Linked DNA regions of Sus scrofa: region 1 is linked to region 2. Evidence: chromatin contacts called from public HiChIP or PLAC-seq data. All regions are on one chromosome and are shown on one strand. Each heading gives the region's core, a stretch centred on a gene start, on an enhancer-like site or on the middle of the called end of the contact. The rest is flanking DNA. Distances are from core to core; before and after follow the strand shown. Region 1 holds the start of CAB39L (calcium-binding protein 39-like). Region 2 holds the start of KPNA3 (karyopherin alpha 3 (importin alpha 4)).

Region 1 (3,217 bases), core at 69-2,568, 350 kb before region 2:
AATGAAAACGAAACTCAAGGCAGTATCTTCGCTTTTGTCTCATGAGTGTCAAAACTGCTACAGCTAATCACAAAATATTAGCCTTTTAGCCAGGTTTTGGGAAACAATAAATTTCCCCGTCAAAAAATGACCCTGCGTGCTTTCTACTTCGATTTTTAAAAATAATGAGGAAAAGGGGGTAATTCCTGTCTCCTTCCTGTCGTCCCCAAAGAGTTCAGAAGTTAGGATGTTTCTCTTGCAAAAACCTCTCCCAACCCACGACGAAGCAACCAAGCATGCCAAGGTAAGCCCAGACTGCTAAATCATCAACCAGATTGTAACCAGGAAAACCAAGAATTGACAAAATTCTCCTTCACTTCCACTGTTTCTGCAAAGACTACCACTTTTTAGCTTAAAAAAACCCAAAAACCAAAAAACACAACAACAACAACAACAAAACCACTGCAGGAATGCTGGCTGTACACTAATGAATACAACTGTCCAAATGCAGCACCTGACGCTCACTACAACCGGAAGATGGCCTTAGTCAGAGGTCAGCTGAGTAGAGCAAACACTTTATTAGTCCCTCCTCGAAAACCATAGAAAATGAAGACGTCTCTTTCGAATCTGAGGATAATCGTGGGGCGCCTCCCTCTCTCCCTTTTCATTACCAGCCTTTTTGAATCAGGCAGTCCATCAGTCAACCTTCTCTGTCAGTGAGGGGGTTTTCAAGACAAAGATAATTGGAATAGCTCTCTGGAACCCAAGGGATCATTCTTCAGGCACCAGAATCCCCGTCAAGCCCCCACAATAACATATCAAAGCCTGCGTTCCTCATCACCACCACCATTCGTCGCTCTTCCTAGCCAGGGCTGAGACTCAGACCAGGAAAACCTTTCCCTTGCAGGTAGGTAAGAAGGCACCAGGTCTGTTCCCTCGGGCCCCTCCTCTCCTCCACGGCTCCCTCAGGACACCTCTATATCTTGAACCGCTAAATCGGCTTGCAGCCGCCAAGAAGCCCTGTTCAGCCACACACAAGATGGCAGCCAAAGACCTACCGGAGGAAACAGCAGCGCCACTACTCCAGCGATGCCAGCCTCTGGACCGAGGGTATCCGCATTGGTCCAGCCAGAGAGCGCGAGACAACCCGCGAGCTCTGACAGCCAATCCGGAGGCTGCGCGCTCAAGCGCCGCCGCGGTGCCTACCGTTCACGCGCGGAACCCCTGAGGCGTGGACCCGGTGGGGTGGGCAACCAATGGGCTCCAGGCCAGGAGGTAGGAGCCGTCAGTGTCCGACTCCTCCCATTTAGGTTTGCTTTAGGTAGGCCTGGACGGTGGAAACTGGGCGGTCCTTCCTCCCTGGCTAAGGCGAGGTGGAACTGTGGTTGCTGAGGTGAGGTTAGTCGATGGTGAAGTACTTCCCGGCCAGGGGGCACCCGGCGCCGTGGGGTCTCGGGGGCGTGGAGTGAGAGAGGAGCCCTACCCGCGGGAGAACCCAGCCTCGCCAACCGTGCGGGCGGAGCGCAGTCCTCAGGTCTGGCAGGCGGCGTGGAAAGCGCAATCGAGCCAGTGTAACCCAGGTGAGGCCGTGAGTGGCCCTCCCGACAGCTTCTTTCGGCCCAGCACCCAGGAACGCGGTGGAGCTCTCGGTCGCGTGGATCCCAGCCCTTGCGACCTCCTTTCTCCTTTCACTCACGTGCATTCCCGGGCTGGAGAAGGGACCGAGGGTGCGCGGAGTTCTCAACCCATTTCAGTCTCTTGTCACCCGGTGCACACCTTCATGAGAGGTGATTCCTAAGCAACTGGGAACCCGAGGCTGTAAAAGGGGCTGCGGGAAGGGGATTGGAGTCCAAAATCCAGAAGCCGAACTTGACGGTTTAGCCACTGACCCATTTCACAGGTAAGACTCACAAACCCTCAGGAAGTAAAATCGTTTATTCAAGATCATGGAGTAGAGATCACATCCTAAGAGCTCCTGATTCTCATTAACCACAACCCAATACGTAATCATCCCCATTAGATCATTAAATAAAATATGAAACATGTAATTTTGCTCTTCGTCAGATGGAAACCTTCAGTGAGTTCTGTATGTATTAATGAATGAGGCAGTGGACTGGAATAATCAAAAAACAGGCTCAGAAACCAGGCTGCCTGGTTGTTCAGTTTTTCCCTGCCACTTACGGTGTGACATGCTTTAGCTTCCTCGTGACAGGATTGCTAATTTGTCCCACATGACTGTTAGGCAGAGTGATAAGAACGTGTGAAGTATTTTGAAGCCTGCCTGACACATGGTTTATACTCAATAAATGTTCATTACTATTATCACAATTAAAACACAAGGGGTAGAGAGGAAATAGCCACAGTTTCATAAGAGCCTATTTTTAAAAACGAAAAAGAACCAACCACTTAAACGAAACTGACTATTTTTCCATCAGAGTGAAAAAGTAAGAAGGGGAAAATATGAACGAACTTAAAAATCGTGTTATACTCTAAAATAACACTGGTTGTCTCTGGATGATGAGATTATGGGTGATTTAAGTTTTCTTCTCTGTGCTATATTTTGCAAATTTTCTTCAGCAAGCATGTTTTAATTTTGTAAGTTCCGTTACTTTTAAATTTTCAGAAGTTATGAACAACACTGGCAAGAACTTTCTTTAAAAAGAAGCTATTACTGAGTGTGCTTAATGCTATGCTAAATGTTTTTGCATCCTCCTTTTATGAAATTAGAACCTTACAGATAAAAAGCATAATCCACAATCCCTGAATTCCTTCTCCCCCAAAACTACACTCCAGACTTTGGTGCAGCGTTTTCAATGCTTTTTTACACTTACATAATCTTTATAGGTGTATATATTCATATATGTAATTATTTAAAATGGGAATAGTATCATACTATATAATTTTGTAACTATTCACCTGACTGTTTTTGCAGTGTAAACGTGTTATTACTTCATAGCTCACTACATTATTTACAGCTCCTTTCTTTTACCTGCCGGATAGTGTCCCAGTATATGACTGAATTGTTCTGTTAATGTAAAATATTTATCTTTGTTTCTTTTGTCGGTTTTCATATTAAATTTTATTTTTGCTTGATATGTACTATGTACTATGTTTTATTTGCCATTCTCCTCTTGGTGGACATGAGTTGTTCCTAGTTTTTCACCTTAGAAACAGTGCTTGCAGGCACATCCTTGCCTGTGTTTGTCTTGTGAACATGTGCTGTTACTCGACAGTATAT
Region 2 (3,170 bases), core at 453-2,952:
ATACAAGTATTTTTCAAACTACATTAAGTTTTGCTTTATGACAGAGGTAAGCTTCAAGAAAAATGACTGATGATTACGGTTCAAAATTACCTATCATCAAGAGGACCAATAACAAGAAGCAGTTCCAAATTTCTTACTGCTATTCTTAAGTTGCACTTTTGCTTACAAGTATTTCTCACTGTAAAATTGAACAATGACCAGGACAGAAAAAAGATGACTTTTATCTGTCTCAATAATATGAAAATTCCAAGGCATTTCCCTACGTTTTTCTCCAATTACTATTTAATTTTGTGGCTCCGAAAAACGGCCTCAGTTTTGTCTGTTCTTCTACAAAACAGAACACTGAACGGTATATTTTCCCCACCACCTTCTCTCTTTAAGACAGGATAAAATGCGCACTTCTTCGTCACACTGGCCGCTTAGCAAGAATGAGAAAACTGCAAATCATGTCACCTAGTAAAAGAAAAGAAGGCTGTGGACCTGAAACCACTTTCCCCCAACAATCCAGAGGTCAGAGTCCCAGTGAAGTTTGTGCATTACACTAACTACACTGCTTTTAGAAGCTGCAGAGAGACCTCTAGCGCTGCCTGGACAAGCCGAGTTTGCAAACAGTACCTGCTAATGTCACCTTAATGAGACAATGGCAACATGCTGAGTAGCAACGAACTGAGTGAACACGATCAATGTTTACAGTTTTGCAACCACTTGGAAATTCTACCAGCTTAGCGCAAGGCCGTATGAACCTATGTATCCAATTTATTTCAGTAAAACGTTTCAAAGACATGATTACCCTATGCACACCCTCACTACAAGAAAAGGCTAAGAAAAGAGGTCCTGTGAGCGGAGGTCGGAACAACGTCTCTTCCAAAGCCTCAACACAATAGACGGTAAACTATTGTCCACCTTCAGCTTGCTCCAAATGCCAGCAGTAACAGGAGTATGAGCTGGAAAAGCAAAGCGCGACTGGTCCAAAGAACCGCACTGGAATATAAGAAAATGGTCCTAGCGCATCCTACCCTCCCCCATTCACCACCCTCAAACAAGTCAGTTACCCGGCTGGTCCCCACCCCCCTCTGCGGGCCGCCACCGCCCGCCTGGGCCCGGCTCACAGAAGGTAGGCGCGGGGACCGGCAGAGCCGAGGCTCCATGTGCAGCAGCGCGGGAGGCACTGAGGGGGCCGCGCCGGGCAGGAGGCTGCACGGGCAGCGGGCGCGAGCCGTGGCCGCCCCCTCGGCGGGGCGGTCGATGGACCCGGGCGGCAGCATCCCCCCAGCCCGCGAGGCCCCAGCCCGCGGACCCCGCCTCAGCTCCACATCTCTTCCTCGCCGACAGCAGGCCGCGCCCGCGTGACGGGGCCGAAAACCCCGGCGTTTCCCGGACTCCGCGCCGGCAGCTTCGAGAGGCGGCTGCAGCCCGGCCCGCGTCCCGCCGCCCGCTCCGCCCAGCCCCTGGCCGCGGTGACGGGAGACGGTAGCTAACTCCGACCCACCGCGAGCCGGCGAAAACCAGCCCGGCGCCGGCCCCCCGCCCCTCCCCGCCGCCTCGGGGCCGGCGCGGCCAGGCGGGCGAGCCTGGAGGGCCCCAGCAGCGAAAGCACACTCACTTCCACATCTCGGCCCTTATTCTTAAAGCTCTTGATGCGGTGGTTCTCCAAGCCGGGGTTCTCGGCCATGGCTGCGCGCGGCTCCGGCGGCGGCTACTCCTGCGGCTGCGGCGGCGGCGAGTCTCGGCGCGGGAGGGGGAGGAGGGGGAGAGCGGGAGGGAAAGGGAGGAGGAGGGGGAAAGGCGGGCACGTTCCGTGACGCCTCCGAGCGCGAGGTGGCAGCAGCGCCGGGGGAGGCGCAGGCCGACAGACGGGCGGGGCGGGAACCGTGCTCTGGAACGGCGCGCTCTTGTGGAGGCCGGGGTCACGTGTCCGGGGCGGGCTCCGGCCTGGACGCTCGCCGGGCTGGATAAGTTCCACGTGGTACTCGGGATGACCCCGGCCCCAGCCCCTCCGCAAATCCTCCCCACAACCCCGCCGGGCTTCAAGTATGGTGCCAGCAATGGAGCCGAACTTAGCAGCTTTTACTGCCCCCGGGACGCGGGGTTGCGGGAGGAAACTACAGTTCCCAGCATGCCATTCCCTAGCGAGGGTAACTCTCCCGGCTTTGACAGAATCAGAAGAATGCCGGGAACCCTAAGCGCGCGTCTTTATGCGCGGCGCGCTCAGGGAGCCCGGGCGCGAGGCTCCGCCCCCAAGGCCGCCTCTGGGCGGGGAGTGGGAGGAGCTTCCTCGGAGACGGCACCTTGCGTCCTATTGGGAGGGAGGGGGCGGAGCTTCCTGGGAGGTGCACCTAGCTCCGTGTAGCCTAGAAAATTAGAAACCGATGCACGGCTGGTGCTTTGCTCTCTTGCTTCTTTGCGGGGGCGGGGGGGGGGGAGGGTGGCACGGGGGTCTCCTGAAATAGCAGCCACCCTCATTCGCTGTTCCTTTGCTCTGCTTTAGTTTTATAATTAGCATTTATTTCCACCTGACATGTATATATGTATGTATGTGATATGTGTGTGTGTCGATCTGGTTTACCGTATCGGAATTAGCTCAGTTAGGTAGGGACGTTAGGTATACTGCTGAATCCCTCCGTTAATACAGTGCCTGGCATGTCATGAATACTCAATAAATGCTTGAATAGATTAGTGCTCCGGCATCTGTCTTCATCATTCTCCCAAGCTCGGTTCTGCAACCTTCACTCTGGCAGGTCCTGCATTTCTGTACTCTCGATATTTCTGTTCCACCTCTGCACATAATCTTCTCGGCCCTCAGGAAGTAGTCAAGCCTTGGTCTGCAGACTCTTCCAGTCTAGCATCTTCCTTTAGGGTCATCGTAAGAATGATCAGGAGAAATGTGGATATATAACACTAATAGTTGCTTTTTGGGCAAGTGAGCTTCTTTGAATGTAGATGAAATAATGTAGTTTCAGAATCTATGGCAGCTATAAGGAGGTATGCAATGTTATAGTACAATTCAAATGACTGAAGTCATTCAAAGGTTGGGAAGGAATATAACCATAAAGAGGTTAAAGAAGATATTCCTTCAAAGCAAAGGGGAGTTAGAAAGCTCAAGGTCCAGGCTATGTCCAGGACATTTTTGTGAGTGCTGGGTGGTGGCCTGTCAATAAACAGGCTCACTT

What was found. HiChIP or PLAC-seq counts read pairs in DNA pulled down with a chosen protein or histone mark.
Region 1: a contact with region 2 is called in an H3K27ac HiChIP or PLAC-seq map of alveolar macrophages. The contact joins the promoter of CAB39L here to the promoter of KPNA3 in region 2. A contact is called at or near these places in 2 of 5 promoter capture datasets (fetal liver and liver) and 1 of 2 datasets of contacts at active chromatin or transcription factors (alveolar macrophages).

The regions. Positions count from the first base shown.
Region 1 is chr11:18,295,770-18,298,986 of Sscrofa11.1, reverse strand. It overlaps CAB39L (calcium-binding protein 39-like), which reads right to left and starts at 1,318. Exons shown (of 11, transcript XM_003130971.6): 1 at 1,038-1,318. SETDB2 (histone-lysine N-methyltransferase SETDB2) reads left to right here and starts at 753. Exons shown (of 14, transcript XM_013980508.2): 1 at 753-886.
Region 2 is chr11:17,946,742-17,949,911 of Sscrofa11.1, reverse strand. KPNA3 (karyopherin alpha 3 (importin alpha 4)) reads right to left here and starts at 1,702. Exons shown (of 17, transcript NM_001190230.1): 1 at 1,604-1,702. The coding sequence starts at 1,672.